Regions from separate parts of the Oryctolagus cuniculus genome. Here region 1 is linked to region 2. The links are chromatin contacts, called in public Micro-C maps. All regions are on one chromosome and are shown on one strand. Each heading gives the region's core, a stretch centred on a gene start, on an enhancer-like site or on the middle of the called end of the contact. The rest is flanking DNA. Distances are from core to core; before and after follow the strand shown.

Evidence for each region. Hi-C and Micro-C count contacts between places; a contact is called where the count stands out from the background.
Region 1: a contact with region 2 is called in a Micro-C map of ear pinna, with 6 times the contacts expected there. The contact joins the promoter of THAP6 here to the promoter of USO1 in region 2. A contact is called at or near these places in 2 of 6 Hi-C or Micro-C datasets (ear pinna and psoas muscle).

The regions. Positions count from the first base shown.
Region 1 is chr8:90,382,880-90,390,348 of mOryCun1.1, reverse strand. It overlaps THAP6 (THAP domain containing 6), which reads left to right and starts at 1,721. Exons shown (of 5, transcript XM_002717110.5): 1 at 1,721-1,856; 2 at 2,661-2,763; 3 at 3,912-4,119. The coding sequence starts at 2,684. It overlaps RCHY1 (ring finger and CHY zinc finger domain containing 1), which reads right to left and starts at 2,030. Exons shown (of 10, transcript XM_070048022.1): 1 at 1,532-2,030. The coding sequence starts at 1,621.
Region 2 is chr8:90,184,003-90,190,635 of mOryCun1.1, reverse strand. It overlaps USO1 (USO1 vesicle transport factor), which reads left to right and starts at 2,899. Exons shown (of 25, transcript XM_051819677.2): 1 at 2,899-3,254. The coding sequence starts at 3,189. G3BP2 (G3BP stress granule assembly factor 2) reads right to left here and starts at 2,877. Exons shown (of 12, transcript XM_070048011.1): 1 at 2,665-2,877; 2 at 2,443-2,561.

The DNA.
Region 1 (7,469 bases), core at 472-2,971, 200 kb before region 2:
CTGAATGCCATGAAACAGATCTAGTTCTGTGGTTTCTTCAGAGGGGACAGAAGAGTCTAAGATATCAAATTCGTTTTAGATCTCAAGTTTGAAAGAGTAATAGAACATCTCCCGGGCAGGCGCTGTGGCACAGTGGGTTAAAGCCCTGTCCTGAAGCGCCTGCATCCCATATGGGCGCCGGTTCTAGTCTGGCCTGCTCCACTTCCAATCCAGCTCTCTGCTGTGGCCTGGGATAGCAGAAGATGGCCCAAGTCCTTGGGCCCCTGCACCCACGTGGGAGACACAGAAAAAGCTCCTGGCTTTGGATCGGCACAGCTCCAGCCATTGTGGCCATCTGAAGAGTGAACCAGCGGATGGAAGACCTCTCTCTCTCTGTCTCTACCTCTATCAGTAACTCTGTCTTTCAAATAAATAAAGTAAATCTTTTTTTAAAAAGAGTAAAAGAATATCTCAACAGAAATGGAAAGTAAGGATAGCATTCCATTTCCTTACACAACATTTGAACGGCCCCATCCAACACAACGGAACGTTTCCCTAACCATGGCCTACAGAAAAGAGTTTATGTGGTTCGTCCCAGCCTGAGACTACCACCTGTATCTAATGACTCCAGTCAATGACCATCGGCACGGCTGGCTGGTGAAGTGGAACCACCAAAGAATTCAGGACGGCGACTGGGTGATGACAACAGCGGTGGTGCTAGGTCTACATTTACACTCATCCCAGGCAAAGCACCCTGCTAAAACACCATATATGCTCTTTAGTTTATAACCCTCATACTTGTTTATGAAGCGGAACTTCTATCATTCCTGTGGAGCATAAGAGGTATTTAAAACACCAGCTTGCTCCAAATCACAGCGATTAATGGGAACGTCTTCAGATTTGGAGACAGGGCCGTGCAACTCCAACCCTCAACCTTTCTAAGCAAAAGCTACCACTTCTTGCAAGAAAAATCGGGACACTTCAATTGGATGGGTGCCAATTCAAAAACCTCCGGATTATTCAAACAGCAAAAGTCGCCATATATACACACGACGCACTTTTCCATACGTAATGTTCCATTTCACAGCGCTCACACTTCCGACTTCACACACATATTTTCTCCTTCACAGCTCTGGATATTTGCATGGCCTCTCAAATGAAGCTAGCAGGCTCTGAACTATTACCACAGGAGCTGAACTCGTTTTCCAGTCTCCCGTTTCCCACCCTCCTCTCATTATTTCATCACACGCCGGAAGTGGGCCCAGGGGCTACCTCAGTCTACTTCCAGCAGCAAGAGACGAATAAACCCATTGGGAAACGGATTTGCACAAGCCGACCCTCATCCCAAGCAAAAGAGTTTCTGCTTGCAAAAGACCACACAGGGAAGAAATACGGGGCCTATGGTCGCCTGGCCAAAACATTTCAGGTAGCGAGGTAGCCCGACAAACAACCTAGCTTCAAACTCCAAACCCAAGCCTCACCGCCCTGCCCACCCCGCCCCCAGCCCTGCCCGGCGGAAGCTCGTCGGAGATGAGCCCATTGAAGCCGTCACCTTCAAGAGACATCCTCTGTCATAGTGCTCGCAGCCCCGCTGCCCTCGCTGCCGGCTGCGGGCGCCATCTTCCCGCGCCGTCGCCGCCATCTCCACCACCTCCCCTCACACACCACAGACCCTTCCCCCAGGATGCAAACCACGCCCAGAGAAGCAGCGCCGCTCGGGCGCACCCCCTCCCGGCCGCTGCTGCCACCGGGGCCAAGATGGCGGAGGGGCACGTGACCCGGGGCAGGCCGATTTCCGGTTCCCGGGGCGACGGGGCGGAAGCGAGGGGAGACGCAATATCTGTCGTCGATGGTAGTCGCTGTCTTCGCTGCGAACGGTAATTACTCTTATGTCGCTGCTGCTTTGCTCCGCATCGCTGCCGGCCCGAATTCTGGAGCACGTCTCGGAGCGAGGAGGACTGCAGCGGCGCGCAGACGCCAGCTGGCCCTCGAGGAAGGGGACCGGCACCTGTGACAGGGCGGCCCCTCCCTCCCTCGGGCGGCCGGGAGCCTCGAGAAGGGGGCGGAGCGCCGCCAGGCCTGGAGCTCGGGAGCCGGGCCGTGCGCGCGCCGGCGCCGCGACCTGCTGCTTGCTCCCGTCCCCTTCGGCTCTGCTCGCTCTTGCTTCAGTCATTCATTCAGTGTATTCACGTTGACTGTGGGCCCCGTCCGCGGCTGAGCCGTGAGGACGAAAAAGTGAAAGCATAGACGGCCCCACCGCCCCCTCACGCAGCGCCCGGCCGGGCGGGGAGGAAAACTTTGGTCAGAGTCGCGGGGGTAAATGTAGAATGACGGCCAAGTGCGAGGGAGAAGCGGGGGCCTGGGAGGCCCGAGGTGCCAGGCACTGACCGGAGCCGGGTGCCCGGGTAGGCGGCCAGGCGAGCCGCGGTTAGCGCGCCAGGAGGTCTTGGGGGGCGCGGGGCTGGCCGTGTGCAAGGCTCCAGAAGTGCAGGTAGACCCCTCACCTTATGAAAGCGCCAAGCCCCCGGAACATTTGATGCGCAGAGCTGCAGGGCTTGGAAGGGAACATTGGCCTTCGGCTTTGTCGCGTTGTTACATGTGTCCTAAAACGTCCTGGGAGAGGTGAGGAGGCTCCCAGGCTGCTCTGAAGTCACTAACTTCGCGTATTCCTGTTCTTTCAGTTCCTTGATGAGCTGCTAAAATCATGGTGAAATGTTGCTCTGCCATTGGATGCGCTTCCCGCTGCTTGCCAAATTCCAAATTGAAGGGACTGACGTTTCACGTGTAAGATTCGGCCATGGTTAAGCAGAGTGCTGTTGACGGATAGAAAGCCAAGATCGTTCTGTTGAAGTATTCAGTTTTGAACTTGAGTGCCCAAGTGCTTTTAAAATCACCTTTTCAGTTAAACTTGAAGTGACAGTGACAACCTTACACTTTTGCAATGTAGTTTAAGATACCTGCCAAGGTTTTCAAGAGACTAGTTAACAAAATATATATATATCCAAATCAATTTGCTAATATTACTTTGCATTTTAACATACCTTCAAGGAAATTCAGTGTGGCTTATATGTAGTTGACAATCTGAAGGAAGCTGCTTTGCTCAAATATATACTGTCTTTTCTGTTTAGAAATAGACCAAGGATAGGTTGTAGGAAAATAAATTACATGTTCGACCGAGGGTTGTTTAGCTGCATTACAGGTAAGTCCAGATGATCCTAATTTAGTGTTTTAGCTATACTCCTCACAACCGCAGGAGAGAATGAGCAATAAGATTTTAAAATGATTCATTTCCTGAAGATTTATTTTGCCACTTACGTGTCAGGCACTGTGCTATCTGCTAGAGATTTGCTACCCACATGTACCCTACTGTATTCCAAAAAAGATCTGAACCAGCTTGGAAAATTTAGAAATTTATTGGCGTCCAGATCTCTCAAAAAAGGTCTGATCCCCAGAACTCCAAACTCTGCAACTTCTCAGTCACCAAGCATTTGTAGACCTGCTGTATATTAAATGCTGGACTAAGAAATTTTCTTGTGCTACAGAAAAATGAAAGTACAAGGAGCCCTATTCACCAGAGAGAAAATCTGGAAATCACTTCAGATAGGAAAAGGCTAAGGGACATTCTTTATCACTTATGGATTAAGAAAAACCTTTCAACTGTGGATCTTAATATAAAGTGCTGAATATCCATTGAAATTTTTCTTCCTTAGGCGAAGAATTGAAATGAGGGCTACAGTCTACAGCATAATTGGCAGAAAATCTGAACATTAAAATTGAGATTTATGAAAACATAAAACATAGTTCCCTGAATATTTCAGTTCCCAAGAGTGGTAACAAACTAGTGAAGGAATTAATTCAGCCTTAGCCAGTTATATAAGACAGATTTAATTCAAGTATATCCATACTGTTTAATTTTTAATATTCTTTTCTAGATTCCCCACAGATGAAAACATCAAAAGAAAATGGGTATTGGCAATGAAAAGACTTGATGTGAATGCTGCAGGCATTTGGGAACCTAAAAAAGGAGATGTGTTATGCTCAAGGCACTTTAAGAAGTCAGATTTTGATAGAAGTACTCCAAATATTAAGTTGAAACCTGGAGTCATACCATCTATCTTTGATTCTTCATTTCACTTAAAGGTTTGTTTATGAGATTCTGCTTACCATCATTACTCACTTTTTGGGTGCTGTTAAAGAACCTTCACCACTCTGCTAACATTTTTATTGTTTGCTGTTCATCTGAAATCCATTCTTCCTTATTTAATGTGTAGGTTGTACCTTAAACTTTTAAAATGTCTTAGGTACAAAGAAGTATTTTATAAGGAGCCACTGAAATATTTGTACATTACTAAAGTTTGATTAAGTTAGTGTTGACTTTAGGAGTTGGCATAATTCAAGATTTGTGACTAAAAAATGGAGATTATGGGTAGGCCTTTGATCTAGTGGTTAAGATGCTAATTACCAAGCCCACACCCTATATCATTGTTTGTAGGTTTGATTCTTGACTCCAGCTCCCTATTCCAGCATCCTGCTAATTCAGACCTTAGAAAGCAGCAGGTGGTAGCTAAAATAGTTAGGTCCCTGCCACCCACATGGGAGACCTGATTGAGTTCCCAGCTTCTGGCTACAGCCCTACCCCAGCCCCTGTAGGCATTTGGGGAATAAACCAGCAGGTGAGAGCCCTATCTGTCTACCTTTCAAATAAAAAAAACATTTAATAAAGATTAACATGAGATTGAACTTTCTGAGTTGACACTCTTCACACTGGTGCGTAAGTCAGAAGCAGAGCCACTAACTTCTAAGAGCTACATACAAGCAAACTTAAAGCCTAGGAAGGACCAAAAGGAAGAAAATCAAAAGAGATGAATAGGAGAAAGAAAGGAGAGAAAAGGTCAAAAAAGAAAACCCAGAAAGAGGGTTAAATAAGTACACTCTAGTTGAATTACTTGTTTTTTCTCAGTGATAGTACCATGGGTTGACTACCTCACCCTCAGTATCTCTTGACTTTATATACCTGAAAGTGTACTTGCCTCTAGAAACTGTTGCCTGATTGGTTAATTCCAGTGTGGAAAATGCAGGAAAAGCCTGTGGATTCCTAATATAGTACTCAGCCTCCATGGAAAGGTCTCTCCTTCCTGATAGCTGGAAACAAGGAAAGTTGTGCAGAATTGTGCTTGGTCCTGTGCGGACTCGGGCACTCTCTCTACTTGGTCCTGTCACAGTGCCTGAGTGACCAAGTAGAGAATGCCTCACTTTCTTCTACTTAATAAATGTATAATTTCATGTGCAATTTGCTCTAAAGATTTTGTTTCCTACTAGCAAGGTGTCCTCTAGCTGTAATGTTTAGAAGATATTAAGAAAAGCATAGTCAACTAAATCACATTACCAACTTTCAAAAGCAACTGTTCATAACAAAGAAATTTTTCGTTATAGGAAATTAGGTGATAAAAGCAAAATTCAAAATATCACATAATCCAGAGATAACAGTATGAACACTTTCATGAATATCTCTGCAGTCATTTGTAGCTTATGTATAAATTCACCTATATTTACAGATACTTGTTTTTCTGTTTTTGTATTTATACAGTACTTACTAGGTGCCAGTCACTGTTTAAGCACTTTACATAGAAACTCACTTTCCTCCTCAAAAACAACCATAAGAGGAAAGTACTACTGTTTTCATTTTATCATTTGAGGAAAGCACAGCCCAGGAAACTGGAATGCATTCCCCAGGATCACACAACTTACTAAATATCAGAGACTTGAATTGAATGCAGGCATTTTGTCTCCAAAGTCCACTCTTTATTACTTTCTGTGACATTAAATATCTTCCCCACATGAAGGCTTTCAGGCTTTGGATTCCATAAGAATTATCTGGGGAGTTTACTCCACTTATAGAAAATTTGATTCAGTAATTTTGATTGGTCCTGGAATCTGCCTTTTTTAACAAGTTCTCACAAGATTGTGCTGCAAATCTGTATACATCACATTTTAAAAAGAAGCCAATATATCTTTCAACTAAACATTATTGAACTATAATGTGGAAAAGTGGGCACAGCATAAGTGTACAAATAATGAATTTTCACAAAGCATATACACTCAAGTAAATGCTCCCAGACCAAGATACAGAACATTAACAGCCCCCTAGAGGGCTCTTTCTTGGTCACTACCTCCTGCAAGGATAACCTATGCTGACTTCAGTCACTATTAATTACATAAATGAGTCCTATATTATATATCCTGGCTTCTTTAGTTTTACATTTTGTGTGACTCAACCATGTTAGTATTCCATTTACTCTCTGTGATAGTAATCCATTTGCTTTCTTTGCTATGTAGTATTCATTTGTATAAGCTATGGTTTCTCCCTCCTACTCTGGAACACTTGAGTTGCTTTCACTTTGGGGCTATTATAAATGTTACAAGTGTTAACATTTTGTTTGCTGGTTCAGCTTGAGTAGATAGTGCCATGGTTTCCAAAGTGGTTTTGCAAATTCACAGTCCCACCATTAATATAAGGGGCTTCAACAGGTTCATAGAAAGTGTATATTATTTATAAACTATGCATGGATTTCAAAAATTTATTGCACCAAAATAAACTCAGTAGCTAACTTTTTACAGTATGTATGAGTAAGATCTAGTTTGAAGCACAAAAGATAAGACAACAGTCTGAAAAGAGCCTCTATCAAAGCAACATGAATTCTACTCAAATTGAACCAACAAAAATCCAATTTATGGTGAAGCTTGGATGGAACAATGGTGAAATCCTTGATGCTGTATGGGAAGTTCATAGGTACAGTGCCTCAAAACAGTTTTCAAATGGGTAACTGATTTTAGGAAGAGATAAGGTTAAAGCCTGTAGCAGCAAACCATCCGCATTAATTGGAAGGAAAAAATTAATCTTGTTCATGCCCTAATTGAAGAGGATCAATAATTAACAGCAGAAGCATAGCCAACACCATAGACATCTCAATTGATTCCACTTCTACAAGTGTGACTGGAAAAAATGTAGCAATAAGGGGGAGCTCTGGCGTAGGGGATAAAGCCACAGTCTGCAGTGCACATGTCCAATATGGGTGCCAGTTTGAGAGCTGGCTGCTCAACTTCCAATCCAGCTTCCTGCTGTGGCTTGGGAAAGCTCCAGAAGAAACTCCTGGCTTGTGGCTTCAGATCGGCCCAACTCCACCCATTGCAGCCATTTAAGGAGTGAATCGGCAGATGGAAGACCTATCTCTCTGCCTCTGCCTCTCTGTAAATCCACCTTTCAAATAAATAAATAAATATTTTTTTTTAATGTAGCAATATTTCTTTTTTTTTTTTTTTTTAAACAGGCAGAGTGGACAGTGAGAGAGAGAGAGACAGAGAGAAAGGTCTTCCTTTGCCGTTGGTTCACCCTCCAATGGCCGCCGCGGTCGGCAGCTGCAGCCGGCACACCGCGCTGATCCGATGGCAGGAGCCAGGTACTTATCCTGGTCTCCCATGGGGTGCAGGGC
Region 2 (6,633 bases), core at 1,650-4,149:
TAAATAAACCTTAAAAAAAACTGTACATGATGATGTCTTCCAAACACAAATTATCATTTCTATTACTCCTAAGCAAACACAGAGACTGCTCCACCTCACCACCGCTACCCCCACTAAAAAACAATCTTTTGCAATGATGTTTAATTGTTTTTGCTGAGTTTTCCACTAGAAAGGAAGGTAGGATGGGAAAAGTGAGCCACTGAACAAAGTAATTTTAAAACATAGATTTCACTCCCAATGAATTCTGTTGTCAGGTGTAGTTTAGGAAAACTTAGAAATATAGAAAAATTTAAAAACATTCTAATTTACTCAAAATTTTGAGTTCTATATATTTTAATGGCACATGGCATTCTTATTCTGAATTTATTTATGAAAATCAAAAGAGTAAGTTAGGCAGTAACAGCTCTTTCATGTTGTCTCCTCTTTGACTTATTTAAGAAATGGTTCTTCAGCAATTACCATGCTAAAGGAATTCCATTAGATGATCAAAGGGTACAGCACAGTCCTGAACTGGCCTCTGTATGAGCAGGAGTCACAGAGAACCCCCTTTCTCTTAAGGAAGAAGTCCATTTCAGGGTTGTTCTGCAGTGATGGTGCCTCTGCTCCCCTTCAAGACCCTGACTGGGGACAAATCAGCCACTACACCCTGTCTGTCTCCTTCTGAGGCTGGCGGTTGGGAGCAGCTTGCACCTGCTGTGAGACAGCAGAACCCAGGCGAGACTTGGGGCCAGGGAGCCTGGACAACTCCAGCCTCACCACCTCTGCACCCACTGTCCACTGCTCTTGCCCACAGTCCCTCCCGCCCAGGGGATGCTGCTACGGAAGAAAATAGGTCAAATGAAGGGGAAATTCAGTCAGCTGTTACCACTACATTCACCAACGTTTACAAGTAAACGGCACATTTCAACAAGACCAAAGTGAAGATGCTGTGTTTTATTACTGAGCCGCAGGAACGGTAGCCCTACTCCAGGCCACAGCCTTCTCCCTGACCATGGGGCCGTGAGGTTCAGGGAGCGGTGAGGCTGCGGTGAGACCTGGCCAGTGAAGTTCTTTTAAGTTCTCTGTGCACAGTACTTGGTGACAAAAATGCGGAGCACCGATTGGTTACTTATTTTAGGCTGCAACAAAATGCCCCCATGGAAAATGTCTGAAGCAAAATGTCAAGTGTCTAGTTTTAAAGCAGAGGACAATGCTTAGAACACAGTATTTTTGGCAAGACGATCCCACCCGTTCCCCAAGTCTCCCAGGCTTAAAATCTTGGCACTAGCAAACAAACTTTCACCACAGCCTTTGTGATAACAAGCTCTGTACAAATCTACTTTAGAGATGAAATCGGACCTCCTACTCAGCGCAGTCGTCATGTTCATTCAATTCAATGATTTATTCACTTATCCATCAACACCGCCTTCTATGAGACAACAGTACACCACAGAGACACAAAAATACGAGTCGTGCCCCTAACGGTTCATTAGGCTGTAAGCACTTGCCAGGTGCCCACCATAAATGAGTAACTACAAAGTGCTAGCCTACAGACACACACCCAGATTTCAGGGAGCTTTCCAGGAGATGATGTCCGAGGGGAGCCTTAAGGAACTAGCAGGAGTTGGCCAGGTGAAGAGGGAGGGAGAGGCAGGGCAAACTGCCCCGTGGAGCCTGATCCCAAGAGGCCCGTGCGGTTTGCATTTTATTATAGAGAACCGGGAGCCGCTGGAGGCGTCGGGGAAGAGGAGTGACAGCAACAGCTGTTTGGTGGTTGTCGGGCTCATGCAAGGGTGGACCGGAGCTCGGACTGCAGGGAGGCCAGGCCCGAATGCGGAAAAACTCGTCGGGAGGCTACTGCTTGATCTTAGTGAGAAACTATGTCAGAGGCAGGCGGGATGGAGAGCAGAGGACCTAGTTGAGAAACAGCCTATAAATAGAAACGATCGGGCTTGACTATCGATGGAGCACGGGGCTTTGCACGGGGGCTATTTGCAAAGCCAAAGTCCCACTCTTGCCGGCTTCCTCCCTCTGCCTTGGGCAATTATTTGGATAGTGGGACCAGAGAGCACCGCGGGGCACAGAGCAGAAGCAGTATATTGATTTTCTTTTTCTCGACGGGAGGCTCACAGAGAGGATGAGTTCAATTTTAAACGCTGCACCTGGGACCCACGGGGAATGCAGGGGCTGCGGGCAGCTTGAGCCAGTTAGCTAGGGAGACCCTGCGCTTTCCAGTCTCAGGAAATTCACAGGAGTACTGCAGAAGCATAAGTACCTGGCATACCGACTTGAGAAACAAATGACATTTTGCATTTTTGTAAGAGCCCTGCAAAGGCAAGCTCCGCGCTGCCAAACTGACGCCGCAGAACAATGGACTTGTAATTTCTCTTTTCTTACTCGAGCACGCCAGACGTGGGGTTCGGCGGGCTCGCCTCCTCACAGCACTTGGGAACAGCGGCGTACCTGGTGTCAGATCTAGGAATTCCTCTCCGCGGGTTTGAGGAACAAGCGCTGGGAAAGGCGCCCTCCAGTGGCGCTGGGAGGATGGGGGTCCAGCACCCTTCCCACCACCAAACAAAGCCCTGTGAAGAAATGCGATTGACAGGGATCAGAGGGCCACCACCACGCTGGCGCTGCTAACCCGAAAACCCAAAAGGGAACTCGCAGGGCCCGGGACCCCCTTACCTGTCACGTTGGCCGGAGGAGAATGTCACTTTCGACTCAACAAAACAAGCCCCCGGCTTGATAGCTCGCAGCCGAGTTCCGCTCGGCGGCAATTAAACACCCGGCGAGCCAAAACGCTTAGTCTAATCCGACCCTCTCCAGCCGGCAGGGCCGGGCTTCGACCACGTGGGTGGCTGCGGCCAGCAGGAGCAATCCGCGGAGGGCGGGGCCTGCGGCGGGGGCGGGGCCTCGCGGTGGGCGGGGCCTGGGCGGACCCCTCCCTAGGTGGCTCCTCTCGTCTCCTCTCCCCTTTTGCCTTCGCCCTTCGAGTCGCCACGTAATGCCACGTATCCGCGCATGCGCATCTCGGCCGGTGGTGGCGGCTGTTTCCGGGCTTAGGGGGCAGGAGCGGCCGCGGAGTAGGAGGCGGTGGTGGCGGCGGCCGGGGAGTGCCGAGTGCGGGCTCGGGGCCCCTGCGGAGGGCAGGAGAAGTTGTCTTCTTTTCTTTCCCGAAGAGGCTGTAAAGCCGGTGGCTGGGCGGCAAGATGAATTTCCTCCGCGGGGTGATGGGGGGTCAGAGTGCCGGACCCCAGCACACAGAAGCCGAGACGGTGAGTGGAGCCGTGGGGTCCGGGACTTGGGAAGGGTCCGGGCCAGGACGGGGAACGGAGAGGGCCAGAGGGCCTGGAGGTCGCCTCCCGCGCGTGGGGGACCCACGTGCCGCCTGCCTCTCCTGAGACCCCCCCCCCCCCCGAGCTACTTCCTCACGGCTCCCGCGCAGCCCCCCGCGCGGCGGCTCGGCCGGGCTGACAGCGGCCGCGCCCGCTCGCCCCGCAGGCCCCGCGGCTGGGTGGTCCCGCCCGGGCAGGCACGGATCCGGGCCAGAGGCGGCCCGACCCGCAGCTCCGCGGGCGCTTCCCTCCGCCCCCTTCGTCCGAGCCTCCGCCGGCCGAGAGGAGCCTGAAGCCTGCTCGCTGCCTTCTGTCTGGAAGCGGGGCGCTGGGGAAGACTGCATGGTTTAAAGCCCAGCTGTTGGCGACAGCGTGTGGCTAAGAATAAAACCATGTTCTTTGGGGCACAAAGCCACCTGCTCCCGTCCCGTCAGCTGGGAGGACCGGCCTTAGTTCAGACCCCGGCTTTCCGGGCTCACCCAGGTATGTGTCATGTGTCCAGTGCTGTGTCCACTTTGGAAACACACCTCTCGCTTTCCGTGTGAACAGGATTTGCAAGGACATTTTAAACGTGCGCTGCAGAAAACTGTTTGATAGTTGCCTCCGTGTTAGGTTATGGGATAATCTTAGTTGAAGTGTGGTTCTACTGGAAATGCGTGTGTGTGGCCTCTTTTTAAAAATAAAAATAAACTTTGTGTTTGAGAATAAGCTGAGATCTACAGAAAAGTGGGTGGGGTATGACATTTTAAAGTTTGGATAGACAGCTGTGTTACCCGGATTCTGGAGGGGAGTAAGGGTGGCTTCCATTCGTCCAGCTCTTACCTGGTGCTAGGTCTTTTGCTGAGCTGTTTATCTTCCACATTCTTCTTTAATCCTTAATTACCCTGCAAGATATGTGATGGTAGCCATCCATTACAAATGAAGAAATGAGGCTGAAAGAGGTGAAGTCATGTGATGGAGGTCTTAGACCCGGTGTTCCGTCAAGGTGTGCCTGAACTTCAAAGCTTAGACTTTATTGCTGATGCCCCCTACTTCACTACTTACCTGGGCATTTTGGGGAAATCGGGGTAATATTGTTAAAATTAACTGCTCATCTGGGTTAGAAGTGTTTAAAGCAGAAGTTGGAAGTCCGTGAATCTGTTTCCTTCATTTGAAAATCAGATCTGTCTCTGTCACACAAACACACAGAAAGAGTCTATTTGACCTCCCTTGTCCAGTCCCACACGGCAGCAAGGCAAGGCAGTGAGCCCTGTTGTAACACGGAGTTGTTCTCCCTGGATTACTGTAGCCACAGCCTACCCCCTCAGCCCTGCTTGCATCTCTCCTGTTGGCACTTGTGTTTGAGACCTGTTTGGAAGAGTGATTTATTAGAGCATGCTTTGGAGTTAGATCTGGATTTGAATCTTGACCTTCCCCCACTTGTTTGGATTGGGCAGGTGAGAGATGGTGAATACACTCTAAAATGAAGAAAAAGGCCTGCTCATCAGGGTGGGATGTGAAGAAGTAGAGTGAAATAAATGGAAACAGCCTGGCACGGTGTGGAATTCAGAGTTCAGGATTTTAAAGCTGGGAGTGCCCTTTCATATCATCCAGGTCGAGGCTTCTCCTTGTACGGGCGCAGAGTACTAAACAGCTTGCACAATATTGCAGAGTTGGGACCCGAATACCTTGAGCATGTCGTGGTGAACGGGACAACATGGTGTTTACATCATGATATCAAAGTGATGCTGGAGCATCATGTGTGGGTGCTGTAGATGGGCACTGGAAGCGGAATGAAGGCCTTATTCTAGCCTAACATGGACGATGCACTCTCAAAATTGAACAAGTGATGTCTTCTGAGTAGACTGTTTACTCACGCATTACAGCTTGAGGAAAACTTGTTTCACTATCTCATTCCATCAGGAAGTACAATAAGGGCTGCTGGGTCACTAATTTAGATGTATTTATAGAGCCTCAGTGGAGTGAGTAGTGTGATATTACATGTTGTCATTGATGATCTGATCTGACCTGGATATTTGAGTTTCTAGAGCCTGGAACCTCTATCTTCTGTATCATCATTTAGTATTTTCTTATATATTTTTTCCATTTTTGCAAAAGTAAACAATGTTTTCTTCATCGTAATTTTCTTTGAATGACCCATGTCCTACAAATCCATCAGCAGCGCCTTCTTTTTTTTTTTAATTTTATTTATTTATTTGAAAGTCAGAGTTACACAGAGAGGAGTGGCAGAGAGAGAGAGAGAGGGAGAGATCTTCCATCCAATGGTTCACTCCCCAATTGGCCACAACGGCCGGAGCTGCGATAATCCAAAGCCAGGAGCCTGGAGCTTCTTCCAGGTCTCCCATGTGGGTGCAGGGGCTCAAAGACTTGGGCCATCTTCCACTGCTTTCCCAGGCCATAGCAGAGAGCTGGATTGGAAGTGAGCAGCCAGGTCTCAACCAGTGCACATATGGGATGCTGGTGCTTCAGGCCAGGGCATTAACCCAGTGCTCTGCAGCACAGGCCCCAACAGTGCCTTCTTTTATCAGCATCCCTAACTTCTTTCCCCTACCAGACTACAGACAATGTCTGGCTACTTTTGCATTTTAACTAGATAGCACACTTCTTTTCTTTCTACCATAATACATATCTCATCCCTTCTAGACTCTTAAAGTATCTTTAGGGCAGAATTCATATAAATTTTTATCATTGTTATTCCATAGTCACAGAGGCTCAATATAAAATGAATTCATTATGGTCTTATTTAAAAAGAAATCACAGAGTTATAATTGTAGCAGCTTAAAAATATTAGATCCTGGCCAGCGCCGCAGCTCACTAGGCTAATCCTCCGCCTTGCGGCGCCAGCACACTGGGTTCTAGTCCCGGTCGGGGCGCCGGTCTGAGCGCCGGATTCTGTCCCGGTTGCCGCTCTTCCAGGCCAGCTCTCTGCTGTGGCCCGGGAGTGCAGTGGAGGATGGCTCAAGTTCTTGGGCCCTGCACCCCATGGGAGACCAGGAGAAGCACCTGGCTCCTGCCATCGGATCAGCGCGCTGGCCGTGGCAGCCATTGGAGCGTGAACCAACGGCAAAGGAAGACCTTTCTCTCTCTCTCTCTCTCTCACTCTCTCTCACTGTCCACTCTGCCTGTCAAAAATATATATATATATTAGATATTAAGTCAATGCTTTCTAAAAGACTTGACAAATCAGAGTTCTCAAATGATTGAATTCTGTTATATCAAACTTTTTTTTTAAGGGTTTATTTATTATTTATTAGGCAGAGGCAGAGAGAAAGAGAGGTCTTCCATCTGCTGGCTCACTCCCCAAATGATCTGAAGCCAG